2 separate regions of the Ovis aries genome follow, and region 2 is linked to region 1. Evidence: chromatin contacts called from public Hi-C data. All regions are on one chromosome and are shown on one strand. The core of a region is the stretch at or near the end of the contact, and the rest is flanking DNA. Distances in the headings are between cores, read along the strand shown.

What was found. A called contact is a pair of places that touch in the nucleus more often than the background predicts.
Region 2: a Hi-C map of hypothalamus shows a contact between it and region 1, with 1.7 times the contacts expected there. The contact joins two enhancer-like sites. A contact is called at or near these places in 3 of 16 Hi-C or Micro-C datasets (hypothalamus, muscle and tail adipose tissue).

What each region holds. Positions count from the first base shown.
Region 1 is chr20:48,736,147-48,738,672 of ARS-UI_Ramb_v3.0, forward strand. The region is part of intron 2 of CDYL (chromodomain Y like); the gene reads right to left. Among named protein-coding and RNA genes, the nearest start is that of RPP40, 50 kb to the left of the region's middle. Within about 2 kb of position 1,260, at least 8 of the 54 cell types and tissues checked have an H3K27ac peak or open chromatin away from gene starts, as enhancers often do. A contact at or near this core is called in hypothalamus, where this site is marked.
Region 2 is chr20:48,951,586-48,954,111 of ARS-UI_Ramb_v3.0, forward strand. All of the region lies in intron 3 of LOC105603900 (a long non-coding RNA gene), which reads left to right. Among named protein-coding and RNA genes, the nearest start is that of CDYL, 130 kb to the left of the region's middle. Within about 2 kb of position 1,261, at least 14 of the 54 cell types and tissues checked have an H3K27ac peak or open chromatin away from gene starts, as enhancers often do. A contact at or near this core is called in hypothalamus, where this site is marked.

The DNA of each region.
Region 1 (2,526 bases), core at 10-2,509:
CCTGGGACCCATCACCACCCCAGTCGTGGAGTCTGGTTTCCAGGTCTCCTCGGGGACAGGCTCCACACACAGCAGCAAATGCCACACGAGCGCCGCCTTCCCATCTGCCACGGACAGACCCGCAGTGACGCACGAGCCCCAGCGCCCTGCCTCGCTCGCCCGCACCCGACGGCATCTCAGGCGCCGGCGTCCATCCTCAGCTCAGCCTCCCTGCGCTTTTCCGAGGCTGCTCAGCAGTCCCCTGAACGGATGGTCTGTAGTGCTTTTCACCAGCGACCCTCGGATGTTACCACTGAAGCCGCAGCGCATACCCGGGGCTGTGCTGTGCCTTCCAATGTGCCGGTGAACCTGCAGGGTCAGCTGCTGACGCACTCAGAAGCCGAGTATTTCTAACGGGAGAGCGTTTGACCAGCGGTCACTAGCGAGGGGGCACTGCTGGGGTCTTACCGAGGAAGCCGTCAGGTACCCTTCTGCTTTAACCTTCAGCCTATCCTGCACTTGTTACAGTGCAGTGTTAAGGGGTGTGAGTGCTGGGGACGAGCTGACGGAAGGGAGGCGAGTGGACGGCGCGGGCGCCACACCGCCCAGAGGGGCGGACGCCCGCGGCTCACCCGTGCAGGGGGCACAGCAGCCAGGCTGTCAGGACCCGAGCTGTTAACTGGCGCAGGGCCGGCCTGCCCACCCCACCCTGCTCCTCACGTCTCCAAGGGCCCCCCGGAGACCCCCGTCCACAGAGGCGGGACTTTCAGGCTACAGGTCCACCAGCCTGGACACGCGAGCTTGGCAGCAAGCTCTGCGCCTCTGAGGCGGCAGGTCCCACGGAGCTCTCCGTGGTTCTGCATGTTCAGACGTGGACTCCTGCTGGCTCGTGTGACCAGCCCTGCTGAACTGGCCTTCACCTCCCTGTTGACACCGTGCTGGCTCTCGGCGGACATCACGGGCCCTGCAATCTTGCCAGGGGCTTGAGCGCCCTCCACCCCAGGGACCCTCTGCTGCCCACCCCAGGGCCCTCGTGGCTGGGCCCTCTTTGGGTGGAGAAGTGCTCACAGCAGGGCTGACCTTGGGCGCACAGGCGCCAGCCCGGGGCCACCTCCCTCTTGACATCTGTGCCCGGCCCGTGCTCCCCTGGGGCCTCTGGACTCGCTCTTCCCTCTGCCTGGAACGTTCTGGGCCTGGAGTTCTGACAGCTGCTTTCTTCTGCTTATCTCAACAGCAGCTGCACCGCCGCCTCCTCTTGGACCCACGTCCATGGCCCCTCCTGGCACCATCCATGTGCCGGCCCATTCTGGTGTTTTCAGTCCTCACCCCAGCTCTGTCTCATCTGACTCTTACTAACAAATCGTGGCTGGATGCCGCCAAGCTCCTAAGGGCAGGGTCCCCTCTATCGAGCCCACTGATGCGCCCCCAGTGCTCAGAACACGTGGTCACCGCTGACCGAACAAACAAGCGGAGGGAACCCTGACACCTCAGCCCAGCCCCCTCCGCTCCGAGGGGAGGGTCTGAGGGCCACCCGGCATCAGGACAAGCGGGGACCGGAAAGCCGCACCGCAGAGCAGAAGCCGAGGCTCAGGACTCAGTGAAGAGGCAGACGCCGAGACCCGGGCAAAGCTGCTCCCACGGCATAGACCGTGCGACACGCGGCCTGCCTCAGACCTGAGCCCCGACTGACGGAGATGCAGGAGCCAACAGCTCCTGGGGGGGGCGGGTGCCGAGACCACCAGCCGCTTTCCTAGGAGGCACTGGCGTGAAGTCCAGCCAGGAAAACCCACGCTTTAGTGTTGCCCCTGAAAAAAGTTTTATTTTAAAACATCCTAAGAGCAAAAGAGATACCCTCAAACAGGTACTGTTGACCTGTTAAAATTCACTGCTTCAGAAAGTGTATTTCTAAAATGAAATGTGCTCCAACCATAAGAGAATCGGTCTCTGGATTTCCTCACTGGCCCATGAGACCCAGAAAACGGAACAAAACCCACCACACGACCGGTTTAGACAGCGGACTTCGGGCAGCGAGGACCGAGGTGGACACAGTGAGCCCGCCGACTCACCAGCCATCTGCCTGGAGGCTGCGTCCATGCTACGGGCAAAGGCTGACCCGGTGCGCAGACGGGAGGCGAGGCGGCCCAGACGGCCGGAAGAAGAAGAGGGCCTGAAGAGGAGGGCCTGGGCGTCCTGGACAGTCGCGGCCATCCCTCTGTGATCTAAAGCCAGAGAGCCGGCAACAGAGTCGACAGAAGCCTCAGCCCTCCTTTACCGAGTCTGACTTTTCAAAGCACTGTTAGCTACACTCTCACTGAACCCAGTCCTATTCAACAATGTAAAAGCCTATCATTTTATTCCGATCACGTAATCTGCATGCTCAGTTCATTGAGAGAAAACTTTTCCAGCGGACATGAACTAAAGGTAGACAGGCTGTGAGCCTTCTCACCGCTGGCTTCCACAACACGCGCAAGGAGCCCTTTATCAACCACTGTACACGGCTCTCCTCCAGCGCCTCCCCTCACAGTCCCGGCCCACTGGGCTCTCCGG
Region 2 (2,526 bases), core at 11-2,510, 220 kb after region 1:
CCTTCTCCAGGGGATCTTTCCGACCCAGGGATTGAACCCAGGTCTCCCACGTTGAAGGCAGACACTTTACCACCACGGAAATGAGAGGTAGAAGAGGAGGAAGGAGGGAAAATATAACTTTTTATTCCCTGCCCAGTTAAAAACCTTGGCCACTTGGGCTTTTTGAAATGGTTACACAGTGTTCTGAAGATCTTATAAATTCCTCTCTAAGGATAAGCCTCCAGGGAGGCTATGCCCAAGGGAATATTCCTTCTTGAAAAATAGGGCCAGAGCAGAGAGTTAAAACTTCCTCAGAAATGCAAACAATCCTCTTCAGATTAAAGGCCTTTGCAAGAGCCTTCTATTTCGCTTTGCTGGAACTTCAGGTGTTCAAAGACCAGGGGTTGGGTGAGATCTACTTTCAACAGTATATATATAGACAAAAAAGCCTGACATTTCCAATTTCCATCTCAGAAAGGAGATCAGTACCTGGGTGCTGGATGGGAAGAAAGCATAATTTTCTAAGCCTTGAACCTTCTCATTTGTAGTTTTTCTTACACCTGGTTTGTTTCTGTCATGATCGGTTGGGAAAACCATGCCCGCAAAGTAAGCCTGAATGTCTGTGCTCAGCATAGCGAGCAGAGGAGCCTGGGCCTCCTTCAGCCAGGCCTGGGGGCGGAAGGGCTCGAATGGACCAAGAAGTGGGACAGTCACAGAGAGGGGAGGAAAGCCAGCGGTCCCGAAGCCTTTGACAATGACGGGAAAGAGGACGTCCTAATCAGAAGCTGTGATATTTAATTTTACATGTCACTTTGGCTGGGCCACAGTGCCCATATACATGTTAGCCGCTCAGTCACGTCCGACTTGTTGTTGTGACCTCGTGGACCATAGCCCACCAGGCCCCTCTGTCCATGGAATTCTCCAGGCCAGAATACTGGAGTGGGTAGCCTTTCCCTTCTCCAGGGGACCTTCCCAATCCAGGGATCGAACCCAGGTCTCCTGCATTGCAGGCCGATTCTTTACCAGCTGAGTCACCAGGGAAGGCCGTGATTATCCATCTAATTACCTGAGCCCTTAAAAAAGCAAGGACCTTTCTCTGGATGGAGTTAGAGGGAAGGCAGCAGAAAGGGGAGTCAGGGAGATTCGAGTCCCGGGAGGGATTCAGGGCTCCTTTGCTGGTTCTGAGAAGTCAGAGCCTTGTGCCAGGATTCCAGGGAGGCCTCTGGGAGCTAAGGCTGCCCCCAGCTGACAGCCAGCAATAGAGCAGGGGCCCCACTTGCACAACCACCTGGCCAGCAGCCTGAGCGAGCTTGGCCGCAGACTCTCCACTCAGAGCCCTGATCGGGACTGCAGCTTTGCTGATTCCAGCCCGCAGCCTCTGAAAGGGGGCCCAGTGGAGCCGAGCCGCACAGACTGCGGAGCCGCAGAGCTGTGAAATGAGGAAAGGTGTGGTTTCAAGCTACTCAATGTGCGGTGATTTGTCCTGGCAGCAATAAAAACAAACGCAGGGCTTTGCCGAGGTCGGAGCCTTTGGGAAGATCTGCTTTTTCCTCTTCTATCCAAGTTTCTCAGCGGCAAAGCGCCTCTCTGTAGCTCGCCCCGGCCTGCGTGGTTAGTGAGGAAACTTCTGAGCCTACAGCTCGGGGTTTCCGTCTCTCTCGCAGCGGCTTTCTGCCTGCGTGGGCGCCTCCTCGAGCAGCGTGTCGGGAGCTCTGCAGCCTTCATGGTGCACCGGATCATCACCATTTCATCACCCCGTGGGAGCTTGCCCAGCCAGCCTCCAGGGAAGCCGTCAGAAACAGGCAAACACTCATTTCATGAGCCTGCCACCTCCCGCTGCAAAGTAGAGCCAGGCTTCTTTCACACCAAGAGCAAAGCATCAAGTCAAACGTTTCTGAGACTCACACCAAGAGCAAAGCATCAAGTCAAACATTTCTGAGACAGACCTGTCAAGCAGGTGAGTCAGCTCTCTGAAGACTGCCTCCTGCTTAGCCAAGGGCAACCGTCTTCTGCAGAAATAGGGCTGGAACAAAGAGCTCTGCTGCTTTCATCCTGGATTTCCTGTGAATGGTTGGCTTCCACCGGCGGAGCCTAGAGCCGACGATGCCAATGGCAGGGATTAGCTCTGCAGGCAGGCCAGTGTGGTCCATGGAGAGACGCCATCAAATCCAAAATGCCTTAACCGAGGGCTGGGGACCAAGAAAAAGAGTCAGATCCTGCCCACAGATATTCACAGTGGAGTGGGGAGATGAGCCCGAGAGGAAGGAAGGATGAACCAGTGCTACAGGAAGGTGTGGGAGATTCCCCTGTGCAGAGACGGGGTGTTTCTCTGCCGCACATCCCAGGAGGCTTCACGGGAGAGACAACATCTGAGCCCGACCTTGGCATCAGGGGCTTCCTGGTGGCTCAGCTGGTAAAGAATCCGCCTGCAATGCGGGAGACCTGGGTTCGATCCCTGGGTTGGGAAGATCCCCTGGAGAAGGGATAGGCTACCCACTCCAGTATTCTCGCCTGGAGAATTCCATGGACTGTATAGTCCAGGGGGTC